2 separate regions of the Arabidopsis thaliana genome follow, and region 2 is linked to region 1. A link is a contact called in public capture Hi-C data. All regions are on one chromosome and are shown on one strand. The core of a region is the stretch at or near the end of the contact, and the rest is flanking DNA. Distances in the headings are between cores, read along the strand shown.

Region 1 (6,376 bases), core at 1,514-4,013:
CAACCCTGATAACACAAGAAAATTTTAAGACGAGGGTTATGTTCTTCTGCCTCAATCGCAATCTCTCTCCTTTATATAGTAATGAAAGCACACGAATGTTCGTTAGTAGGAGAGAAGAAAACATAAAAAAAAAAAAAAAAAACTCCCGAACGCAATATTCCACTACAATCTTAGAATCCTACAACATGCAATAATTCGCGTATACTTTACAACTGACAAAAACAATAACGTAAGGATACATGCGTAAAAAGTTATGTTAACAGTGTTAGGGTAACAATGGATTTTGAAAAGACCTAAATAACAAGTTTTCTATCCATATAGAATGATATTTCTCAATAATTTATAGTTTTAAAATGTGTAAATTTTAAACAGTCTCGCAAAGCAGGCATGTGAGGAAGGGACTAGTTTCTTCTGTTCATGTGTCTTACATAGAAATTAGAGAAAAAGCGGCCGCTCAATAATAGTTAATAATAATCACGTTTATGTTAGTTAATACCAAATGCACTTTTACCACGTTAAAGAATAAAACTTGTAAGTAGATCATAACATATGAAAATACATAGCTAATCAATACATATATGAATTATAACATGTAATTTTAGGCCCAAATATAGCATAAACATCATGGGCCAACAAACAATACATATATCAATCTCTTGAACAAGCATAATTCAAATAATAATGATAGCATAAATTCATTAAAACCCTCAAGAGTAGTAACTTATGCGTCTCTGTCCCTTTTACATTCAGCTGGCATAACCGGGAACCTAGTCCGGTCGGTACAGTAGTTGTAGATGGTCCACTTCATACGAACCCATTTGAGACGACGCCATTGTTCAGCGTCAAGGTCACGGAACTCTTTCTGATCCCACCACATGCGGCCTTGTGTGGCACAGTACTTGGCTTCCACAGAAGCTTGGCAACCATCTATGTGGAATCCTTTGTAAGATGCAACGAAAGGTGCATTGGCCCAATTGGTCTTCTCTAAACCGCCTCTCGTGGCCCAATCATCCGCGTTCCAAAGGCTTGAGTAAAGCTTCATTGGTTGGTTGAATGGGAAACGTACTCCTAGATCCTTAGCATTCTTGAACGTTCGGATTGGTATGTTGTCAACAAAGAATCTGATCAAAGAAAAATCAATTTTTAGTAAACCACACCGGTTTACAACACATGACTCTTAGAGTTTAGTTAAATTTTGAATACCCCACAATAAAGACTAATGAGTGAGTCACTTATGTTACCTATCCACGTAGTCTAGCTTATTTGAACATTTAGAAAATCTAAAAGCTGAAAAAGTCTACAACTTTTTGACTCAAGAGTCTCTGTCTAAGATAATCTTACAAGACCCCACTACTTTTGATAAGATCAAGATTTTTGGCCACCCCAAGGTTAAGAAAAATAATACTAATAATTTGAAACTGCACCGAATATGAAAAAAAAACAATAATTATCACTAGTAGGACCATGTTAATTCTGACAACTTTTCACTATATAATAATATACGAAAAAGTGTAATGTAAGTAAGTGTGAAGGATAGAATTATTCATACACGATCTGGTACATGTTCCAAAGGATTGAGTAAGTGTGATAAGCCTTAGAAGGATCAAACCAGAGATAGATTCGTTGTTCTCTGTTTCCCTTTCCTCCTGTGAATACATTTGTCTGTAATATAGCTGGTTGTCCTGTTCTGTTTCCAAGGAACTCAAAGTCTATCTCGTCATGCTCATTGTTGGTAGATGATAGCTTCACACAATTTATTTGTAATAAATATTGTTAATCATTTAAATTTGATCTAAGTATTATTAGTGACTAGTGAGAGAGACTTACATAGAAAGCTGTGACAACTCCGGCTGTGTCACCAGCTGGAAGCTTTATGTGCATACTAAAATGTCCAAACAAATATGACCCCTTTGATTGAAATCCTGTGCCTGTTTTTATACACATGTAACATAGTTAGTGAGTGAGTGTACCTAAGATCTTGGGGCCTAATGAAAGATAAAAGTAAGGTGTTTTATACATTTTTACAAAACAAATCCTAAATAAATTGATTTGTAAAATAATAGATATGACTAATGCTATTTACTTAATCTGTGAAATGAAATGTAGTTTTAAACTCAAGAAAATTTAGCCCTTAAAAATAATTATCACTAGTAGGACCATGTTAAATCTAAATATATTTTTACAAAACAAAGCCTAAATAAAATTTAAATATATTGAGTTGTAAAATAATAGAGATGATTAATGCTAATTACTTAATCTGTAAATGAAATGTAGTTTTAAACTCAAGAAAATTTAACCTTTAAAAATTAAGCTTTAGCCTATATACCAAATAAAAAATGGGAATATCAAAACTTGCATTGTGATCATTAGGCAGAGATTTGGTAATAGTAATTGTACCAGTGTATTTGTCGAGGATAAGCTGAAGTTCGGAACCGCCATTGAACTGTTTCTGGTGGTCAAAAGCCCAAGTTGGGACGTAGTTACGACCAAATGGTACATCAATGGCCTTGCGTGGAGGAATAGCCATTACCATTGTTGAAGAAACCATTAGAAAGAGAGCCATGAGAGCCCATGGAGATGAAGAAACAGTCATGGTTGTGTTTTAGAAAGAGATAGAGAGAAATGATGATGATGATGATGATGATGATGGTGAGAGAAGCTAAAGGGGTGTGGTTGGCTTTATATAAGGACGACTTGTTTCTTGGGAGGTTCTCTTTTTATTTACGATAATAATGTTTTAAAAATTCTAAATTTTTATTCAAGTTTCTCGGACCTTTCTATTATTTATTTTTGTTTTTAGTAGTTTTGTAACAATGGCTTACAACTGTAATATGGACATGATACGTACAGCTATACAGCTTTCACAATCAAACTCTTATTTGAATTTGAAGTATTATTTGGTAAAGAATGAGTATTAGTGATTCTAGTTTTGGTTAGAATTTTGTTACCCAATCTAAACAAGTAACCAATTCATTCAGTAGCAACCAAAAGCTTTTTGAATAATATTGTTGTTTTTAATTTTTCAATAGCGTGTTTTCATTTGTTCTGTGATTTCTGTATTTTCTGTCAAAAATTTAAAAATGATATGAATTTAACTTTTTACCAAAAAAAAAGTAACCAATTCATTAATAACATTTTACTTAGTTGCTTTGTAAATGTCAAAACATTAACTATTAGGAACTTGTAGTTTCATACTGTTTAGATAATTTTGTTTATTATCTAGATCGGATTAAGCAAGCATCTTGATCAAATTATATAATGAAAAATTAATACTAAGTGATCAACTTTCTTTTTTGCACAAACTTAATTATATTGCTCAAATGATGTTCTAACCATACAAACTTAGACATAGTTTTGCAATAAAATCAACCACAACATTAGATAACCGAGGAAAAAATTAGCACACAAAACTAGAAAAATAGTTGATATTTAATAGAATATCTTCCAAAATACTGTGAACTTCCCAAAAACATTTAAGTGATGAACTTATTGATAACGATAGCTAAAAATTGTTTTAAAAAAAAAAGTTTTGGTTTTCAAAATGGAAAACATTTCCAACATGTTATGGTATTCCAACTCTCTACTATCAAAATATTAGAAGATTACAAACCAGAAATGTAGAACTTTATCATACATAGAAGAAAAAAAAATGATATCTAAGCAAAATAATAGAAGTTCATTAAAAGGAAGGATTATTAAAAGTAATTGTCGGACACCACAAGGGTGGCTCCATGTGTCCTCTCTACTCTATGCGTTTACGATTATACATATATCATCATCTCTCTTCATTTATTTATGCGTTCATTTAATTATACCTGATTTCATTAATTATCTTTAATGTCGGAGCAAATTGTCACTTTTTTGTCCGTCCCCAGGTTCTCTCTCCGCCAATTATGGTCCAAGACTTTTTGACATACATACATTTTCTATATTTTTCTTTCTAAATAATTAAATCCAGAACATATTTTTAGGGTCCGACCTATGCAGGTTCTAACTATATTAAAATAAAAATTTAGTTTCTACTCCTATAAGTTTACTGTTTACAGAGATTCGTTGATTTTGCCCTATTTCGTCGATTTTTTTTTAAAATTATTATTTTTACTAAAATTTTATGGTTTACCACTTTTAATATTAAAAAATATACAAATTTTGGATTTGTTTGGTAAAAGTATATACTTTATACCAAATACTAAATTTTAAGAACAATTACAACTAACTAACCTAAATATGACGATAAAACACATATTAAATTATATTTTTGTAGGTTAAAAATGATAAAATCCACAAACTATTCAAAAAGAGGCAAAATCCACAAATGCCATCCAAAAAAATAGAAAATCCATAATTGATTCCTTTTAACATCAACCAATTAAAAATGAACTTAATTATTAATCTATTTCTTTTTAATAATATATTTTCTAAAATTTTAAAACAAATAAAAAAAATAGTAAAAGTTAAGTATAAATGTATTATTTTTTGTGATTTACAATTTCTTATTGTTCTAAACCAATAGTATTTAATTATTTTTCTTGAAATTTAATAAATGTTGCATTAGAAAATAATACAACATTTTCAGCCAATACACATAATTGTTAAGAAAAATATTTGATAGAAAAAAATAATAATAAGAAACAAAAAGAGTATTATCTTTCAGCCAATACACATAATTGTTATTTTTCTTCTTAATACAAACTTTCTTTTGTTTTGTCATCTGAATTTTTTAACTGAAATTTGCTGAAAAACCAAACTACAACACAATCCAAACAAGAAAAATTAAACGAATAGGCAAAATTAAAGTACTCGGAAACAAAACCGAAGGAAAACGAGAGTTCTCTGGGATCAAAGGCCTATGCAAGGAAAACATAAGTACTAAAGTTACAAAGCAAAAAAAATTAAACCGAAATCGGAAGAAATCGAAACCATATAGTAGGCAAACTAACTTTAATCCAAAGAAGAAAACTAGGACCACTCAAGCAAATCAACATTTTCTTTACAAGAACCTGTAAATGAAGATTACCATGGTTGCCTACTACCAATCGACCGATAACATATGTCCCCTCCTATCACAATGACAATTGTAATTACGCACAAAACAACTAAATATCTAATTTTATAGTGGTAGATTAAAAGAGATTTTGTAGGTTAGTACACGTGAGCTGCTCTAAAAATGTATGGATAACAGATTGATTCATGGATATGATATTGTAATTAATAATAGATAAAAAAAGATTAGTTTTATTATAGATATCTATCTTCTTATTTTATGATGTGTAAGAAACTAAATTTTGAAAGTATTTTGTGTTGAAATTAATTTTAATATTAAAGTATTTCATATTTTTATATCTTTTCTTACAAACTTACCTATAAAACCTATGATCACAAGATTGAAAGGGTTAAAATTGACCTTCCTAGAAATGATAGAAACTGTTAGCGAAAACTTGCAAAATGTTAGAGCAACTCCACCAATGGTTTCTAAACATAAATCTCTTATTTTAGAGAGATAAATTTTATTATAAAAAATATGTGGGTTTCTTGATTAGTGAAGAAATCATCTCCAAAATACCTTATATAAGAAATTTTGGAGAGAATTTCTAACCATTCAAGAAACCCACATAATTAAATAATATTATTTTTGTTGTTTTAATGTTAAGAAACTTATATTTAGAAACCATCAATGGAATTGCTATCAAGCCATGTATAGAATGTATTAACCGGCTTTGTCATTCTTACATTGTTTTCTATAATACATGGACATTAAGCAGGTTTCACTCTGTTGATTTGCTTAGATAAGATTTATCATGAAAAAATGTTTGTATATATAGATCAGATACGACATGATGTTAGACGCATAGATCTGTTTTATAAGCAAGTTTCATTGTGTTGCATAGATCAAAGAAGTGATATTTTATGAATCGATGCATGCATATCTTCCTTATGTTATTATAGTTGGGAATCTACCGAATGGAGACGTGGATTCAACTGCTGATTAAGTATTTTTTTGGTTTAAATATATATATATATATATATATATATATATATATTTTGTTACTATTCAGACATATACTAGAAGCTAATTTTGTTTTTATTAATGCATGTCTTGATTGGGACTCATACTAAATTGATTAAAATTAATATTTTGGATGATTGTTAACCAAAAAAAAACAAAAAAAAGAAAGAATATTGAGTGACCTATCTAGATTGGCCATATCGTATCAGTTATTTAGATGTGAATTAGTTTTTAACCTTGAATTTTTTATTTTGATAACCTTGGGTGATTATGGCCGGCATCTAACTGCGGGTACATGACTATAATCCGGTCCAACCACGAACGACTTATTTAAATTGCTTTGTAAAGACCAGACAACACAACCATCCG
Region 2 (6,662 bases), core at 1,687-4,186, 80 kb before region 1:
CGGTGATTATGTGTTCATGTTGCTATACGTAGATGACATTCTTATTGCCTCCAAGAATATGAAGCATGTAAGTGAACTCAAAGCACTGTTGGGATCTGAGTTTGAAATGAAGGACTTAGGTGAAGCAAAGAAGATCTTGGGTATGGAAATAGACAGAAACAGACTTAAATGTACCCTTTCTATCTCTCGGGAGGGTTATCTTTCAAAACTATTGGGAACGTTTAACATGGATCAGTCTAAGCTTGTTTTAATGCCAGTGGGAATACATTTCAAGTTGAGGTCTGCTACAGATGAGGAAGCTAAGAGTCAGTATGAATCAATGAGAGCTGTTCCATATCAAAGCGTAGTGGGAAGTCTCATGTATGCCATGATAGGTACAAGACCAGACTTAGCACACTCTATTGGTCTAGTTTGCAGGTTTATGAGTAAACCACTTAAAGAGCATTGGCAGGGAGTCAAGTGGGTTCTCAGATATATTCAGGGTTCACTCAAGCGAAAGTTATGATACAGTAACAAAGGGGATTTCATAATTTTAAGGTTACTGTGTTTTAGATCATGGTGCAGATCAAGATGGGAGGAGGTCAACTTCAGGAGTGGTATTCACTGTAGGTGGGTAATGTTGTTAGTTGGAGGTCTAGTCTATAGAAAGTGGTAGCATTGTCATCAACAGAAGCTGAGTGTATGGCATTAACAGATGCGTCTAAGGAAGCAGTTTGGTTGTTAGGGCTCATGAATGAGCTTGGTTTTGAGCAAGAAGCAGTGGATATTTACAGTGACTCGCAGAGTGCCATTGCATTAGCTAAAAATATAGTCCATCATGAATGGACGAAGCATATAGAGATCAAGTATCACTTCATTAGAGAGCTGATCTACAATGGCTTAGTAAGAATGAAGAAGATTGCTATAGAAACCAATCCTGCTGATATCTTCACGAAGGTCGTACCGGTGGGCAAGCTTCAGGAAGCTCTAGAGTTGCTCAGAGTTACTGAGAACTAAGAAGAGGGGTTAAGTCCCAAGACATGAAGCTGAGTGGGTTTACTCAGGAGATAAGTAGTTGAGTGAGTGTACTCAAAGTTTAAAAGTTGGTTAAGTTGAATCAGGTTCGGAGGTGGAGTCAAGAACTAAGTCACGTCATTAGGGTCAAGGTGGAGAATTGTGAATAAGTGACCCCAATGCTATTAATATCCTAAGTATAGGAAAGACTCGAAACAAGAAAGAGGGTATTCGGTTTTGGGTTAGTCAAATTTAGCACATGGGACCCACACGTGAGTACGAATAAAGTTGAGAATCAGCTTTATAACCCGAGCTCTGTTTTCTTCTGTGATTGATTCGTTTTGTAACAGAAAGTAGAGAGAGAGAGAAGAGATAGATTCTTGTAACCGAGTAACAATCTTTGTGGCTTAGTGGATTCCGGAGAAAGCCTCCGGCGAGACGTAAGGTTCCGATTTGGAGTCTGAACTCATAAAATCGTCTGTCTTATTTCTTTCTTGTAATCAAACGAGTGACGAGAGTGATCGGGGAGCTATAGTGAGTTGCGAATCAAGTCCGATTTGTACAGAAATGCTAGTAATTAGAATTATTAATTAATTACTAATAATTAATACCAATGATATTCTTTGTAAATAAGTTCCAACTTGAAGATTTATTTCATAAAAGTGTTGCAAAAATGTATATATAGATTTGATTTGAAAGTTGCCTAACTTGATTTTAAGCAAACAATTTATTGTTCCATGTATTTTCTCCTAATCTAGTATTCCAATCAAATCATGATAAGCTCATGGCTAAGAATTGGATTGACATAATTTAAATAACAAATGTATAACTAACTACTCATTTGCTTTAAAAGTTTTCAGATGAAAGAGAAAAATCGATGCAAAAATTAAACAGTCTTTTAGGTCAACACTTTTAGGTTTCTCTCTTTGCATTTGTATATAGCCATATTGGAGAGAATGTCGTATATTGAATTTTTTGGTATATCTAACGTCTCAAAAGACCATTACTTACAAAAATATGCATGTCATTATTAATGTTATCACTTTATCATAAAGCACAAAAAGACCATATCGTGTAGACAAAAAAATGTAATAATAAGAAAAGACTAAGTTACAATTACTAAACTAAGAAAGATGAAGTAGCAAACAACTAAGTTGCAATACACAAAAATTTCTAGTTGTTATCAAATAATGACTACTAAAAAAATAGCAAAATAAGAAAAGTAAAATGAAAATAGTGTTTGATACATAAACATAAGTTTTTATATTTTTTTTCTTTTAAATGAAGATATTTAGTTAAGAGTGGAATAAATGGATGATTCAATGCAATGTGAAAATTTTAATTTTTGAACACTAAGTTCTGTTGTTTTTTAATGATATTAATAAGTTGTTCAAAAAAAATTGATATTAATTGAGAATGACATTGTAGCACTCACTAGTGTCATGATGTTTTATTCATATGTAGAGAGTCGGCCAACTTTCATTTATATGACTATATAAGATGTTATACAATAGTTTTAGGTAAACAAAACACTCAAGGAGATATATTAAAAAACTCTAAATATTCCAAATAAATAAATAGAATGAAGTATAGAGAAATTTCTTCCTAAAGTAAGAATTCATTAACGAAAAATCAAAAAGAAATATACACCGTGATCTGATTTAATCAAACGAGGTTTCCTAATTAGATACTACTGTCCACTTCATGATTGCCCTTTACCTACCAATTAACCCGGTTAAGCAATTTTGTCTGATAAAACTTTATTGTGTTATTATCAAAAAAGACTATTATAGTAATGTTGATTGTTGAAAAAATAAAGAAAATAATTGATCATGAGCTGTATTGCATTGTAGTTCAAGATATAATTAGTTTAATTATGTGAAGAAAAAAAAAATGTTATATATTGTTTGATAGTTCAAGTCTTCAAGATATTTATGTATGTGGGAAATATGGAAAATCACATTATTAGCCATACGAAACAAATGAGTCACGAGACATAAGAAGACAAAGAGACAGAGTCACAGACTATTCGTCTTCTACCTTCTTCTAACTCACTTCATTTTCACCAAAACCAACAAATATATTCTTCTCACTTTCCGAGCTTTCCAGTTCAACTATGGCGGCTCCGATCATACTTTTCTCTTTCCTTTTATTCTTCTCTGTCTCTGTCTCGGCACTTAACGTCGGTGTTCAGCTCATACATCCCTCCATTTCCTTGGTTAGTCAACTCTTAACCGGTCATGATCATTGATATATCTTTTTTGGTTTAGATCCGGTTTATACTGATAGGTCACTTGGTTTTGAATTGTCTTGGTAGACTAAAGAATGTAGCCGGAAATGTGAATCAGAGTTTTGTTCAGGTGAACAATCTCTAACTCTAAGCTTGGTAATAAATTCACATATGTCTGAAAATTTTTGTATAAACATGACCAAAAGAACGTGTAAAATTGGACAGTGCCTCCATTTCTGAGGTATGGGAAGTACTGTGGACTACTTTACAGTGGATGTCCTGGTGAGAGACCTTGTGATGGTCTTGATTCTTGTTGCATGAAACATGATGCTTGTGTCCAATCCAAGAATAGTAATTATTCACATACACTCTATATCTAGTCCCACTTTTACCTTATATTTCATATAAAAGTGTTACAATTTTGATTAATTTTTGTTTTTATGCGTAGATGATTATCTAAGCCAAGAGTGTAGTCAGAAGTTCATTAACTGCATGAACAATTTCAGCCAGAAGAAGCAACCGACGTTCAAAGGTAACAAATGCGACGCTGATGAAGTGATTGATGTCATCTCCATTGTCATGGAAGCTGCTCTTATCGCCGGCAAAGTCCTCAAGAAACCCTAACTATTTATATATATTTTTCTATATTTCTAGTTACAATTGTTTCCCTTTTTTTCCCCCTCAGGACATTTGTCTTAATTTATCAAAATACTATTAAGTAATACTATAGCTTTTTTTTTTTTGTCAAACTTAGGCCTTGTTAGAGGACTAGTGTAGGTGCCAGTGAATCAGCAATAGGGTCTCGAGGAATTAATAAACGGTCAAGGTGAACGGATATATAGGTTTTTTGGTCTCCAAGCGTTATTTACATGGTGGCATTGTTACATTGAAGTTATCTACACAATTGCATAAATACTTTCAATTTTGTTAAAAGGGAATGTAATAAGGTAACCCATCACTTAGCTAGATTAACCTATAATCAACCATTGTTCTTAGCTGATTCTGTTTCTCCGCCTCTTTGGCTCAAAGAACTTCTGTATATCGATTCTTCAAATTAATACAATAAGTGTTTAGACGGAAAAGAAAAAATTATGGTTTTAGAAATGGGAAATTAGAACTCTATGTACTAAGGTACAACAATCAGGGGAATAATCACTCTTAATGAGAAAAGTTCGAAGATACGTTAGAGCTGATTAGCTAAAGTCTTCCAATATCAAACTGTGGAGACTAACTTGAGGAGAAGGCCCAATATTATATCGGTCTTCCAAAAGTTGTGTTTCTTTTTTGTTGTTTAACTTGTTACTAAAGTTACTTTGGTTGATTGGTTATTACTTATTACATATCATGATAACAATTAGTTACATAGTTTTCGTTGCTTGATTGCTATTATATTGTGAGACCGGTCATGAATTGGCTATACCTGGTAAGTTATTTGGCTCTAAACTTATAAATCCAACTTGCTTTATGATATGGGTCAAATTAATCCTAAGACCACTCTCTCAAATAAGAGATCGATTGTAGTACTTTAGGGTCGAATTTCACAAAGCTCTCAGATCACACAATAGACTAAGGTTTCGAATTAAGCTAAACAAATAGATTATAAAATAAAAGACAAGACAAGAAAGCAATAAAAGAGATTGAAGGTTCAGATGATTAAAACGTCGGGCTTAGAGAAATTCTCAAGAAATATCAAAAATAGTAGATCTAGCAGTAAATTAGGAATATTATCGAATCATCCTAGAACTCATATCACTAATATAGTCTAACCGGTGGTGTTCCGCGAAACTTACTATGCTTAATAGTATTGATCCCAGCTCTCTTGTAAATCCCTAGAACTAAGCAAGCATTATAATCAAGTTTAATAAGTCTAAGTAATCGACGCTAGCAGGCATCTAAATACTAGGCTCATCTAAGATAATTCGAGTAATAGATAAATATGGTGGGCATACCTATTAACCTAAAATCAGGTTCTAGTTAATTACTCTAGAACTAACATTAAAAACAATCTAAGATGAAGAATTCTAAATACATTATCTTAACAGGGTTTTCGATCTACTAATTCATCCAAATCCCTAATTGAGAATCCCTAAACCTAACAAGAGAACTACTCAGACATGATTATCAAAGAACAAAACATGTTTGAATAAGAAATCAATGTAAGAAACAATAAAAGAATAGAGTTTAGAAAGATCTTCTCTAAAGGGAGTCTCCACAGGGTTTTGCTCCCAAGTACATAATAGAGAATAAGAGTTAGGTCTAAACAATGACCATAAAAATCAATATATAAGTTTCTAAAACGTGATGGGCCTTCTTTAAAAATAAGGGAAAGTTCTAGGCCAACTTTGGAAATCTTCAAAACATCAATAAGTTGTGCAATTTAATTGCCATCAGGTATTGGTGTCGCTTGACATCAATAAGTTCTACGTGCATTTTCGTCTCCGGGTTTCTTCAGAAGCATAAAAATTCTCAGTTTTCCTCCAGAATCCTCCATTATCTCCAAATGAATCTCAAACATATAAAGACCTGAAAAGGACTAGAAAAGACTTTAGAAATAACAAATAGACTCTAAAACCTATACGTAAATCATAGCTAAAAGCAGTAAAAATAGGGTTATATCAACTCCTCCAAACTTAGATTTTGCTTGACCTCAAGCAAAACACAAAAGCCGAACCCGTGGAAGAGGTTTGAAAACAAAGAAACTCCCAACATTCTATAGTCTATTGCCATGATCATTCTAACCAAATCTATATGCCTAGCAGTTCTAATCAAATCCTAACCAACATGTACTTCTCTGCAAGCTTACGAAACATTGTAGATTCCATAGCTAAGTTCCACAACTATATCTACTAGGCTTTCATTGCTGAGTTCTATCAAACAAGCTAACATTCAAGATCCTTTTAGACTCATTCCTGTACTATACCATGATAAATCGACCATTCTTTATATTTTTTTTTCCTTGGTGTTCTTTTGCTCCCCAGACTTATTATTTTTAGAGAGTAAACAAAAGGGAACTCGCATACTGGATCGACACCATCAACATTTTTCCAACCTTTGTAATTGATCATTCAAGATAATGTATAATAATGGGGTCATAGGAAACATTCCTACCCCTATACACTATCTGAAAATCCTGTTAATCTCTCATTATTATTATTTTTTATCAAGGGAGAAGAACACTTTTTCTTTATCACATGGGTCTCATTATCATGTATGAACAAGGAGTCGAGATCTATGAATACTAACCGTTTGAAGAGGTAAAAGGAAGAGCAGTGAGATTAGCTCCAGCCTTAGTGTTGTGTTGGAAACTAGCATATCCTCAAGACTGTTGGTTTGCCATCTAGATTTTTCAATAGTCGGTTTGAGTCGAACCTGTAGCATTAATCAACCAGGCAATAATCTAAAGAATGAAGATCATAATTCCTTACAAAACTTTGACTCA

Evidence for each region. Capture Hi-C pulls out chosen DNA fragments and counts their contacts.
Region 2: a capture Hi-C map of seedling shows a contact between it and region 1, with 3 times the contacts expected there. The contact joins the promoter of PLA2-ALPHA here to the promoter of XTH4 in region 1. A contact is called at or near these places in 4 of 26 Hi-C or Micro-C datasets (callus and root), 1 of 2 datasets of contacts at active chromatin or transcription factors (shoot) and 2 of 3 other capture datasets (seedling and shoot).

What each region holds. Positions count from the first base shown.
Region 1 is chr2:2,759,836-2,766,211 of TAIR10.1, reverse strand. It overlaps XTH4 (xyloglucan endotransglucosylase/hydrolase 4), which reads right to left and starts at 2,763. Exons shown (of 4, transcript NM_126666.4): 1 at 2,398-2,763; 2 at 1,828-1,928; 3 at 1,550-1,743; 4 at 469-1,121. The coding sequence starts at 2,593. The coding sequence ends at 722.
Region 2 is chr2:2,839,660-2,846,321 of TAIR10.1, reverse strand. PLA2-ALPHA (Phospholipase A2 family protein) reads left to right here and starts at 2,936. Exons shown (of 4, transcript NM_126670.3): 1 at 2,936-3,211; 2 at 3,311-3,353; 3 at 3,449-3,574; 4 at 3,672-4,302. The coding sequence starts at 3,110. The coding sequence ends at 3,847. It also overlaps the pseudogene AT2G06930.